Regions from separate parts of the Sus scrofa genome. Here region 1 is linked to region 2. The links are chromatin contacts, called in public HiChIP or PLAC-seq maps. All regions are on one chromosome and are shown on one strand. The core of a region is the stretch at or near the end of the contact, and the rest is flanking DNA. Distances in the headings are between cores, read along the strand shown.

What was found. HiChIP or PLAC-seq counts read pairs in DNA pulled down with a chosen protein or histone mark.
Region 1: an H3K27ac HiChIP or PLAC-seq map of skeletal muscle shows a contact between it and region 2, with 4 times the contacts expected there. The contact joins the promoter of TDG here to the promoter of ALDH1L2 in region 2. A contact is called at or near these places in 2 of 2 datasets of contacts at active chromatin or transcription factors (alveolar macrophages and skeletal muscle).

Annotation. Positions count from the first base shown.
Region 1 is chr5:80,489,005-80,495,126 of Sscrofa11.1, reverse strand. TDG (G/T mismatch-specific thymine DNA glycosylase) reads left to right here and starts at 2,832. Exons shown (of 10, transcript XM_021092634.1): 1 at 2,832-3,045. The coding sequence starts at 3,023.
Region 2 is chr5:79,489,055-79,494,899 of Sscrofa11.1, reverse strand. ALDH1L2 (mitochondrial 10-formyltetrahydrofolate dehydrogenase) reads right to left here and starts at 2,228. Exons shown (of 24, transcript XM_001926587.6): 1 at 2,036-2,228. The coding sequence starts at 2,083.

The DNA of each region.
Region 1 (6,122 bases), core at 1,583-4,082, 1.0 Mb before region 2:
CCCTGTTAAATAATTACTCAAGAATTTCAGGATGGTAGCCACAAAATATTAAACCAATTACATGGCCCTTATAAGGGTAGGGCCTTATTATTATTATTATTATTTTCTTTTTCTTTTTTGGCCTCCCCATGGCATATGGAGTTCCCAGGCTAGGGATCAGACCTGAGCCACAGTTGTAACCTACCCTGCAGAGGCAGCAACGCTGGATCCTCTGACCCACTGTGCTGGGCCAGGGATCATACCTGCTCCCTGGTGCTGCAGAGATGCCTCTGATCCCATTGTGCCACAGCAGGAACGCTTCAGTAGGGCCCTATTCAACTGCACAGATCAAACACCTATGAAGCTGGTCATGCTTGCCAGCATCAGAGGTGATTTCCTGTTCAAGGATCTAGCCTCCTACTTCTTGAGCTTGCCACCAGTAACCTTCACTTCTACTTAATTTCCACAATAGTCTCACCTAATTCAATCATTTAAAAATACATACAGGGCACAACATTGTAAATCAACTACATTTCAATACAAAATTTAAAAAAGAGGTTTGTTATACAAACTGAGAAAAAAAATACATCCAGTACTACCTTGGAGATGTTTCTTTCTTTTTTTTTTTTTTTAGTTAGATCATTTAGTTAATTTTATTTTAGGTTTTATTCATGACCCAAAATACATGAAAAACAAATTTCTGATATTTAATACTTTTGACAACGGTTAAATAATTTAAAAAAATTTTTATTACCCAAATGAATTTATCACATCTGCAGTTGTATAATGATCGTAACAATCCAATTTCACAGGATTTCCATCCCATAACCCAAGCACATCCCCCACCCCCCAAACTGTCTCCTTTGGAGACCTTAAGTTTTTCAATGTCTGTGAGTCAGCATCTGTTCTGCAAAGAAGTTCAATCTGTCCTTTTTTCAGATTCCACATGTCAGTGAAAGCATTTGATGTTGGTGTCTCATTGTATGGCTGACGGAGAAGTTTCTTTAAAACTTTTCTACAACTTAGAATAGATTTACAAGGAGATCCTGCTGAGTAGCATTGAGAACTATGTCTAGATACTCATGTTGCAACAGAACAAAGGGTGGGGGAAAAATGTATACATGTAAGGATAACTTGATCCCTTTGCTGTACAGTGGGAAAAAAATAAATTGTTAAAAAAAATCCTTAAAAAAATAAAGTTAGATAAAAATCACACAAAAAAATAAAATAAAATAAAAAAATAAAACTTTTCTAGACTGTGCTCCTGAGCAGTTAGCAAAACCAAAAAGAATGGGCTATTGTTAATTCGTTCACTCAACAAAAATTCACTGAATATCTACAATGAATCAGGTTCTGAGTGATACCTACTAATGAACAGAGTATTTCTAACAGTTCTGAAAAGTTTAAAAATGTTAGAACTTTCACTTAAGCAACTCATAATACAAATTAATATTTTTGTATTTGCTCATGAAAGCCGTTTCCTGGATCCTAGAATGAAGGCATAAGCAACACAGAGCCTCAACCCTTTTCCAGACCGCATTATTACCGAGGGAGAAACAAACTCTAGTTGCTGTAAACCAGAGATCATGGACTTATATGGCACCACAGCATAAACCATGGAAAGCTAACTAATACAGTAAGTATCCCATCATGCAAACTAGAACAGACAAGCCTATTTCCATCGAGTTATTTAATGGAGTCCTTGTACAAAGGCCAGTGACAACCTGAGAAAAACGAGCTGCAACAGCCATGGGTAAATAAAACAGAGGGGTTTATCCGGGTTGTAAGGAGGTGATGCTTGAATACCACCTACCATCATAGACTTCAAACTTATATTTTTACGTATCCAAAGTAAAGCAGAGGACGGTTTATGTAATGCATTACTTTTTGTTGTTGTTGTTGTTTTTGCCATTTCTTAGGCCGCTCCCATGGCATATGGCGATTCCCAGGCTAGGGGTCGAATCGGAGCTGTAGCCGCCGGCCTACGCCAGAGCCACAGCAACGCGGGAACCGAAACACGTCTGCAACCTACACCACAGCTCACGGCAACGCCGGATCGTTAACCCACTGAGCAAGCCAGGGATCGAACCTGCAACCTTATGGTTCTTAGTCGGATTCGTTAACCACTGAGCCACAACGGGAACTCCAATGCATTACATTTTATATTTCTTTCTTTGTTTTTTTTTTTTTTTGTCTTTTGTCTTTTTTGTTGTTGTTGCTATTTCTTGGGCCGCTCCCGCGGCATATGGAGGTTCCCAGGCTAGGGGCTGAATCGGAGCCGTAGCCACCGGCCTACACCAGAGCCACAGCAACGCGGGATCCGAGCCGCGTCTGCAACCTACATCACAGCTCACGGCAACGCCGGATCGTTAACCCACTGAGCAAGCCAGGGATCGAACCTGCAACCTTATGGTTCCTAGTCGGATTCGTTAACCACTGCGCCACGACGGGAACTCCAGGACTCCCAGGAATTCTGATTCCAAAGTTTCGGTTTTCCCATATAGCACAGTAATCACCTAATAATGCAAGTCGCTGTTTTTAATCCGAATAAAACGTTTTTGTAAAGGCCTGGCTAATTCTGATAAGGATAATCGCCCCACCTACCTAGCGCCCACACAGATGACAGTGCCATCTCGTGCGCACCACCACCCACCCACACTAAACGTCATGGAGGACAAAGCCTACGTAAGCACTCCCTCCCAGACTTTTCATCCTCCACCCTTCCCGAAAGGCCAAGTGGCGAGTAAAACCAACGAGAGGGGAGCAAATATGATTGGGCTGCCCTGGATCACGTGATAGGCGCAGGGCGTGGGATTTGGCTTAGAGCTGACGGAAGCCCTGCGCGGAGGGTGGGTCTGGGTTGGGGGGGAGGGGGAACTGGAAGCTTGGGGGAGGAGCTTGAGCTCTAGGAGCTGTCCCGTTCTGCCGGCCATCGAGTCCAAGAGACTGGTTATTGGACCGCTGTACGTGCGCCGTGGTACCTCAGAGGCCACGCGCTCACTTGCCTGGCCGGAGTACCCGCGTGCGCCAGCTGCAGCAGGGAATGGAAGCAGAGAACGCGAGCAGGTAAGGCCGGGGCGGAGCGTCGCCCCTCCCCCCGGCGCCCCTCGCGATGGTCTGGCCGCGGGCGGGCGCATGCACGCACGCACGCACGCACTCACGCACGCACGCAGGCACGCAGGGGGTCTTTAAGGCCGCGGCTGGAGTACAAAGGCCAGGGCCGCGCGTGCGCACTGCCGGCCTGCTCCGGCCACTCCTAGTCCGGAAGGCTGTCGCGGCTTGACCGGCATCCGGGCCCGTCCTAAAGCCTACTGTGTATCGTGTCGGCTTTAAAATGTGGTAATAAGCAAGAAGCAGTCTCTAGTTATTTCTTTCCGGTTACTTTTTTGGCTGCATTTCCCTTCACCCTCTGTTGTCGTACAAAGCAGTAAAGATTTCACGTATCACTCGAGGAGTTGTCATTTTAGAATTGTGGGTTTACGGTGGCTTCTTCAGAGTTTTGGGTCAGGGACACAAGGTAGATAACATCGCCATACGGCAGCTCTTGAATTCTGGGATTGGGAAGAATCCTCCCCAGAAGTCGTCTAATACTGTCTGTTTTCTAGTGGTCTTGGGGGCGATCTTAAGAATTTACTTGTAACATGTCCTTTGGGGAATGTTAGGTGGAGAGTTTTGCAAAGCAGAGATTTCGAAATTTGAACCGACGGAAGCCAAATGAAAAAAACTAAATAGGGTAACAGTGTTTAAAAAGAAAGCAAATGGTTTACCTTGGAATTAGACCCAATGAAGTATTATCCTGATACTCTGACTAGTGGGCCCTGAACTTGGGCAAGACGCTAAACTTCTCTGAGCCTGTGCATGTCTGTCATTAGGACGTGTGTAGAATCCAGTTCGGACACGCTGTAAATGGGTGTTACGTGGAAGGGGCGTTAGTAACCAACACAGATGGTCTTAGAGTTTAAGGAAGGAGATACATGGGTCAAATTCCGAAATAACTCCACTGCTTTCCCTGAAGAACTTTAGAAATAAAAAAATTCACCAGAACTTGTGGAAATCAGTCTCAGCTTTATGATCTTAAGAATTAAAACTGGAGTAAAGCCAACCATCATATAAATTACCATCATCCCTTGGTATCCAAAGTACATTTGTTCTTGGATTCTCATGAATACTAAAATCTGTGGATGCTCAAGTCCTTTATGTAAAATGATGGCGACTAGTCGGCCATCCTGCAGGTTCTGGAATGTGGGGTGGGGGATTGTTCTCATTGTAAAACCTTACTCTGCATCTTAAAGTAAGGTGATAGTTCTCTCTGGTACAATGTTTAGCTCAAAAGTGTCTTACTTATATTTTATCGTAATCCATTGGATTATAGACCTTTTTTTTTGTTTTTTTGACATGAAAAGCTTTCACCTTGAAAAATATGGAGAATTCTGTCTTAATACTCTAAGGAGTTTATCCTTGGGGATTCTGAAATGACTCAGACCCCAGGTAATCCTGAGGAAGTGGTTCTCTGTCATCCTTGGCTTTGTGCTAATCAAGGAGTGGCATGGAATGTTGCGCAGAGTGACTTGATTTTAGAAGCTTAATTTCAGCAAATTCAAAGAAAAACATTTCATGGATATAAACTTTTTTTGGAAAAGAGAAGATAGTTGAAGTGTCTAAACAAGTACTTAGAGTCTAACCAGGGAGGGAAAAAGGAAGAAGACGACCGGTGTGTGTCTAATGAGCTCAAGCGTGTGAAAAGGACATTTACCAAAGATGGAAAGTGATGCCAAATTTAAAATGACTGGAGGGAGTTACCCTTGTGGTGCTGTGGAAACAGTCCAACTGGTATCCATGAGAATTTGGGTTTGACCCCTGTAGATAAAGGATCTGGCATTGCCGTGCGCTGTGGTGGCTGTGGTGTAGGTCACAGACCCAGCTCAGATCTGGCGTGGCTGTGGCTGTGGCAAGCAGCTACAGCTCCGATTTGACACCCTAGCCTGGGAACTTCCGAATGCGGTGTGGCCCTAAAAAAAAAAAGTGCTTATTAGTTCTGATTTTTACTTTTCATTCATCTTAATAAAAATGATTGTAGATGGAAAATGGCCGAATGTCTGTAAGAGAAATTTAAAGCCCAAGATGAGTGAGGACACTGAGCAGAACTTTTAGCTCCTGTAACAGAAATCATGTTTTCTGGCCCAGGTGAGCCAAGTGAGAGGCCAAATTACAACATTTGTTCAAAACTTGCAGTCAGTAGGAGAGAGGCCTACAGCCGGAAAGTAAATACATGGGTCTGTTTTTTTCCCCAAAAGTGGAGTCTGTCCTGGAATTTATTGACTTTGATTGAACTTTCATATGCCATGGGGCCCTATAAAAAAAAAAGAAAAAATGCCTTTGGGTCTGTTCTGTCTTACTTTCTGCTCTTTCTCTGTATGTGTGGAAATCACTGACTCTCACCCCTATTTTCATGGTGAGGGAATGACTGTGGGCAAGTGCTCTCTGTTTCTGTCTCTCATACAGAGAAAATTACTGTTTGTAACCGTTGCAGAATTCTGAATTATGAAGTGGCAGTTACCAAATACATACACAACAAGGAAATATTTTCACACTAAGGTTGAAATAGATGCATGCTGCTTGCACATTTAACCATTATTAGATAGAAAATTAAATTATCTGGAACTCTAGTTTCCTAGCATTCAAGTTCATGGAAAGTTTCTGTACAGATGTAACGCTTTCTTCTGCCAAGTATTAAGAATGTTGTCATCCACCCTCTTTCCCTTTGTTCCAGCTGTTAAGATGGTCAGACTAAAGTGAATGCTCAAAAACAGGATTTTACCCCAGATCTTACACCCTCCACTTTCCATAGGTTTCTCTCTTTCTGTTCTAATTAACTTCATGTAAAAGTTGCCAGGGATCATTTTAGAAAGATTAATTATTTCTATATCATTATAATTAATTAATCCATATTGTTATAGACAGGATTCTGGATTTTTTTTTCCAAAATTGATATGTATGATATTTTGTATGTAAAATAAAAACACACTTTCTCTTATTTTTCACCTTTTCTTCAGCCACATGATTTCTAAAATTTTGATTTTTCAGTTTCTGAACCTCAAAATTTAAATGACTCCTAAAGATGCTAACAAAGCCACATTTGGGAA
Region 2 (5,845 bases), core at 979-3,478:
TCCGAGCCGCATCTGCGACTTACACCACAGTTCATGGCAACGCCGGATCCTTAACCCACTGAGCAAGGCCAGGGATTGAACCCACAACCTCGTGGTTCCCAGTTGGATTCATTTCCACTGAGCCACGATGGGAACTCCCCCTTTTTTTTTTTCTGAGTAATATTCCATTGTATGGATGGATACACCACACTGCTTATCCTATTACCAGGTGAAAGACATTTAAGTTGGTGATTTATGTTGTGAGCCATATGGGAAGTCCAAAGTTGGTGATTATGAATATAGCTTCTATAAACATCCACAAATATGTATTTTTGTGAACAAAAGTTTTCATTTCTCTCGGGTAAATACCTACATAGGCAACTGCTAGGTTATGTGGTAGGTTTATCTTGATAAAAAAGGTCAGTTTTCCAAAGTGGCTGTACCATTTTACAATCCCACCAGCCATGTCTGATTTTGAACAAATCTTACAGAGCACAATCCAAATAATGAATCTCCATTTTCTATGGACTAAGATATCTCAAAGTCTTTACTTATTACTCCATGTTTTTCCTTTTGGCCATTTAAGAACCTGCCTTCTTCCCAGCCATATGTCACAGCTCTTCCACGTGTTTTCCTGGAGACAGACTCAGGCCCCTGACCACTGACCATGCCTAGTACTTCCCCAAATGGGTGTTTTTGTGTGTGCCATTTGCCACCTGGGATGTTCACCTTTTATTACTGAAATCTTATGTAAACCCCACTATTGACATCTTTTTATCCTTGAAGAATCCATTCTGCTCTCCAAAAAAGGCAATTAAATGAACAGTCCTGACAGAGAAAGCTAATAAAACAGGCAAGCACAAGCCCCTCACTTTCCAACCCAGATTCCCTTATGCCACGTGGCAGGAGAAAGCCAAGAAGGAGTCCAGACCACGGCAAAGGAGAGCAAACAAAATCTCCATCAGAGTAGGTCTCTTTTTCCTTATTTAAAAAAAGAATGATGAATACCTCCAGTTTAACTAGAAGTAACTTCCAGATTAACTAGAAGTGACTGGGATAAAATGAATTCTCATTATTTGGGGCTGTCTGGAAGACAAAAGCTTTTCCATTTATGCAATTTTGGGCCAGTTCTTGATGCTACTCAAGACTTCTGCTTCCAAGTTTTTAACATCTGGATATGTACACATGTGCATATGACTTTGGCAGAGAGAGACAGTCAAAAGCAAATTCTTTTATAATACAGCAAATGTGCACTTCCTGAAAAGAGATAATGTACAATGGGACGGATTTCTTTCTTCCCTAAACAGCTTGAGTCTGCCTTCATGCAGCGAGGCACCTCTCCTGAGGCTGCCCTGAAGTGCTGAAGGCAGCGGTGCTGCAAGCAACGTGTCCTCTCATATTCCAGTTCTGGAGAAGCTGATGCAATTCCAAAGCTCGGGGCTATGCCAGGGCTCAGTTCTTGCACCATAGTTTACTAGTGTTCCAGGGTGGCTGCTTCTGCAGCGCCTGGTAATGCTAGAAATCTTGCTGCATGCAGCTCAGGAATGAAGAGATTGCAGCCACCAGCTCGGAATGCCATTATCTGAATGGGCCCTGCGTACCAGTTCGGGGCGCTCACACCTCTCAGGCCTGGAAGAACTCCGCTGAGTTGATTCTACTCTTCTCCAGGGGATGACCCTGGTCCAGAATCTTGGCTCCATTTCTTAACTAGGCAAGGCTCTCAGGATTGAAATGAAAGCAGAAAGGAAGCCGACTCGGTCCCCCTTGCCAAGTGACTGTTTCCACCCTGTCAATCCCAGCCAGACCTTAGATGTTCAAAAACTACATCCTCAGCCCCTTCCCCGTAGGAGACAATGGCTCGTTTGACAAGACCCATCCTAGAACCTCCTCGGACCCGTCTCTTCAGTCTCCCAATTTAAAAAACGTTGTCTTGGTTTTTAGCAAAGTCAAAACGTTGCTGCTCACCCTTAGTCCCGCCGCCCGGCCCACCCGCCAGCCCGGGGTCTGGAAACCAGTCCCCTGTAAGAGTCAGGACGCTCGCCCCGGCGGGACTCACCCGGCCAGTAGAGAAGCGCCGGAGCGTTTGGCTGCTCCGCCACAGCATGCTGCAAAGGACCGCTCGCGCTGGGGGCGCAGGGGTGCAGGACGCAGACGGGGGCGCCTTAGCCTGGGAGCGGCCTACAGCCTCCGAGGCCGGGGCGGAGGCGCTGGCAGCTAAAGGCCTCGGCCAGTCCCAGGACCCCGCCTCCTCCAGCTGGCCGGGCTAACGCGGCCAATCCCGTGCGACTGGGCGGGGCGTGCTCCAGCCGCCCGCAGCCGAGCTCGTGCGGTGCTGAGCTCCCGGCGGCTGCCTAGGTTCCAGACTCACTCGCTGCGGAGTCTTCTACCTGTTACTCACACCCTCTTAGGTACAAAAGGATCTGCCTTAAAGGCCAGCCTGACACCCTAAGCCATGTCCTTACACAGATTTGAGAGGACAACAGGCACGTGCGTGGAGATGCGAAAGATAACGGGTGAGGACACCTTCACCACGTGAGGGTCCTGATTCCTATCTCCCTGTCTGATAAACGAGAGACGGCGTACAAAGCTCCAGGCAGAGAGCCTGGCACAGAGCCGGTCCTGACAGATGATGGACAGGTAGATAGAAGATAGACGTCCTTTCCCTTCACCTCTCTAAAGGAACGCTCAAGATATGCTTTAGTTGAGCACTTGTCCCAAACAGAACTCCTTAGCCTGGCCTTCAAGGTCTTTTGAAGTTTGGTATTTCCTCTGATTTATTGCTGCTCTTTTGCACGTGTAATAAAGCCAAACCGTAGTACTTACCTCTTCCTTCCTGGTTTATGCTTCCCAGGAAAGCTTACCATCTAGGCATGACCAAATTCCTCTTTTCTTAAAGTTATAGCTCAAATGCTGCCTCCTGTAGGCACTTTTTGTGATGCTTTCCTCATCACCTCCATGGCATTTTCTTTCACAGGGTGAGTTTTCATTCCTCTGAACTGAGGAGGATTTTTGTCTATGCATTTCTTATCATCCCTGAATCTGTTCCTGGTAATTATGTTTCTGTCATCTTCTCTACAGGAAGCTCATAGCAGGTGAGTCCATGCCTTATTTATCAGGATGTACAGTATCTACCACTGAGAAAAGCTTAGAACATACTTGTTGAAAGAGAAAACAGGAGTTGCCATTGTGGCTCAGTGGGTTAAGAACCTGACATAGTGTCCGTGAGGATTCAGGTTCAATTCCTGGCCTCGCTCAATGGGTTAAAGATCCAACGTTGCCTACGAGCTGCAGAGTAGGTCGAAGATGTGACTTGAATCTGGTGTTGCTGCGGGTGTGGTGTGGGCCAGCAGCTGCAGCCCCAACTCAATCCCTAGCCAGGGAATTTCTGTATGCCACAGGTATGGCCATAAAAAGAAAAAAGACAGAGAGAGTGAGAGAGAACAAATGAATGAATGTATTTAAGAAGGTAAGAAGGAAAGAAAAAACACCATTCTTAAAGCCTGGAGGATTGCTGCAAACATCCAAGGTTTTGTCTTGGGAACTGCTCCTTGACAATTCAACCCATCTCCCTGACTGCATTTTGTGACTTCTTGCTTCTACTAAACTTCCAAATATTTGTATTCATTTTATTTGTTCTAAACTGGGGAGGGTGGGCAAGGAGTGCGGTTTTTCCTGAGTGACGTTATTATATACTCCAACTCAACTTTAGAAAATAAGTTTATATTCATCCAGATCTAACAAGATGTCCTTGATGTCGGAAGATTTTCTTCTTTAAGAACCAAAAATGTAGTTCTCTTGATAATCAGAGGTTAGGCCAGATGCAATTAGAGAGTTTGACGAACAAAAAAATCCCCGCCCGTCTAAACTTCTATTCCCAGCAAAAATGAAAATGAGGAAGTTCTCCTGTGGTGCAGTGGGTTAAGGATCTGATGTTGCTGCACCTGTGGTGCAGTTCAAAACTGCAGCATGAGTTCAATCCCTGGCCCAGGAACTTCCACATGCCATGGGTATAGACAAAACAAAAATGGAGATAAAATGAAGTCAACTTTAGAAACAAAAACTTAAGAGAATTTGTCATCAGCAGACATACAATAAAGAGAATATTAAAGTATCCTTCAAGCAGGAGGAAAATTACCTACTTGCAAGCTGGAAATGCAGGAAGGAATAAAGACCAACAAAAAAGGCAAATATGTGAGTGAATTTAAGTAAACACTAACCATTTGAACAGTAATAATAATAAAATTTTGTAGATATATATATCCACAAGGTATACATTTATATATTAAAATATACAAACAATAATAAAAATTGTTGGATAAATGTGTAGGTCTGGGAGGAATGAAATATTCTTTAGGCTGAAAGAAAATAATCCTAGATAGAAGCTCAGAGATGAAAATTCTGATGAAGAGCAACAGAAGAGGGTAAATATGCAGGCAAATTTAAGTGAATATTGTCTAAAACAGTTCTAATAATGTTTTATGGGAGTTCCCATTGTGGCTCAGTGGACATGAACCTGACTAGCATCCATGAGGATGTGGGTTCAATCCCTGGTCACACTCAGTGGTTAAGGATCTGGCATTGCTTCAAGCTGTGGTGTAGGCCAGCAGCTGTAGCTCCAATTAGACTCCTAAGCCTGGGAACTTCCATATGCTGCAGGTGCGGCCCTAAAAAAGACAAAAAAAATTTTTTAGTGTTTTTTGGAGTTCAAAAAAATATATAATTAAAATACATGACAACGGCATATGATTTTCAGGGAGGAAAGCTGAAGTCAAAGGCTTCTAAGGTTGCAGCACTGCCTAAGGTTGCAGCAAAATAAAAGTACTAATTTAAACATTAGACTTTAATAAGTTAAGGATGCATATTAATATCTCTAGCAAACCACAGAAAGAATGGTAATACAATGTATAACTACCAAATTAATAGAATATAAAACTATCAAGATAATAAAATGATTTTAAAAAATCAATCCAAAAGAAGGCAAGAAAGGAGAGAAAGAGGAACACAGAAGAGGTGGAAAAACTAGACAAAAATTAGTAAGACATTAGACTTAAGCCAGTAACTGCAGTAAATGAAAACAGACTAAATGCTTTAATTAAAAGACACAGAGGGAGTTCCGTGGTAGCCTAGTGGTTAAGGATCTAGTGAGGTCACTGCCATGGCCCAAGTGACTGCTGTTTCAGGGTTTGATCCCTGGCCCAGGAACTTCCATGTGCTGCAGGCAAGGCCAAACAAACAAACAAACAACGACATAGGATCTCTGGATGTGGCACGACGGGATTGGTGGCATCTTGGGAGTGCTGGGACTTGGGTTCGATCCCTGGCACTGTGGGTTAGGAATCCAGCATTGCCACAGCTGTGGCTTAGGTTGCAACTGCAACTGATCTGGCTCCAATCTGATTCCTGGCCCGGGAACTCCATATATATGCCAGGCAGGCCAAAAATGGGAAGGGAAAAAAAAAAAAAAAAAAAAGACATAGATGATCAGGTTGCTTAAAAAACAAAACTCTGATGAGAGAGATTCATAAAATATAAAGATTAAGAAAGGATGATTTCTTTAAAAATACAAAAACCCCGGAGTTCCCATCATGGCTCAGTGGTTAACGAATCCGACTAGGAACCATGAGGGTGTGGGTTCGATCCCTGGCCTTGCTCAGTGGGTTAAGGATCTGGTGTTGCCGTGAGCTGTGGTGTAAGTTGCAGACGCAGCTCAGATCCCACATTGCTCTGGCTGTGGTGTAGACCAGCAGCTACAGCTCTGATTTGACCCCTAGCCTGGGAACCTCCATAAGCCGCAGGAGCGGCCCAAGAAATGGCAAAAAAAGACAATAAATAAATAAATAAATAAAAATACAAAAAACCCAAACAC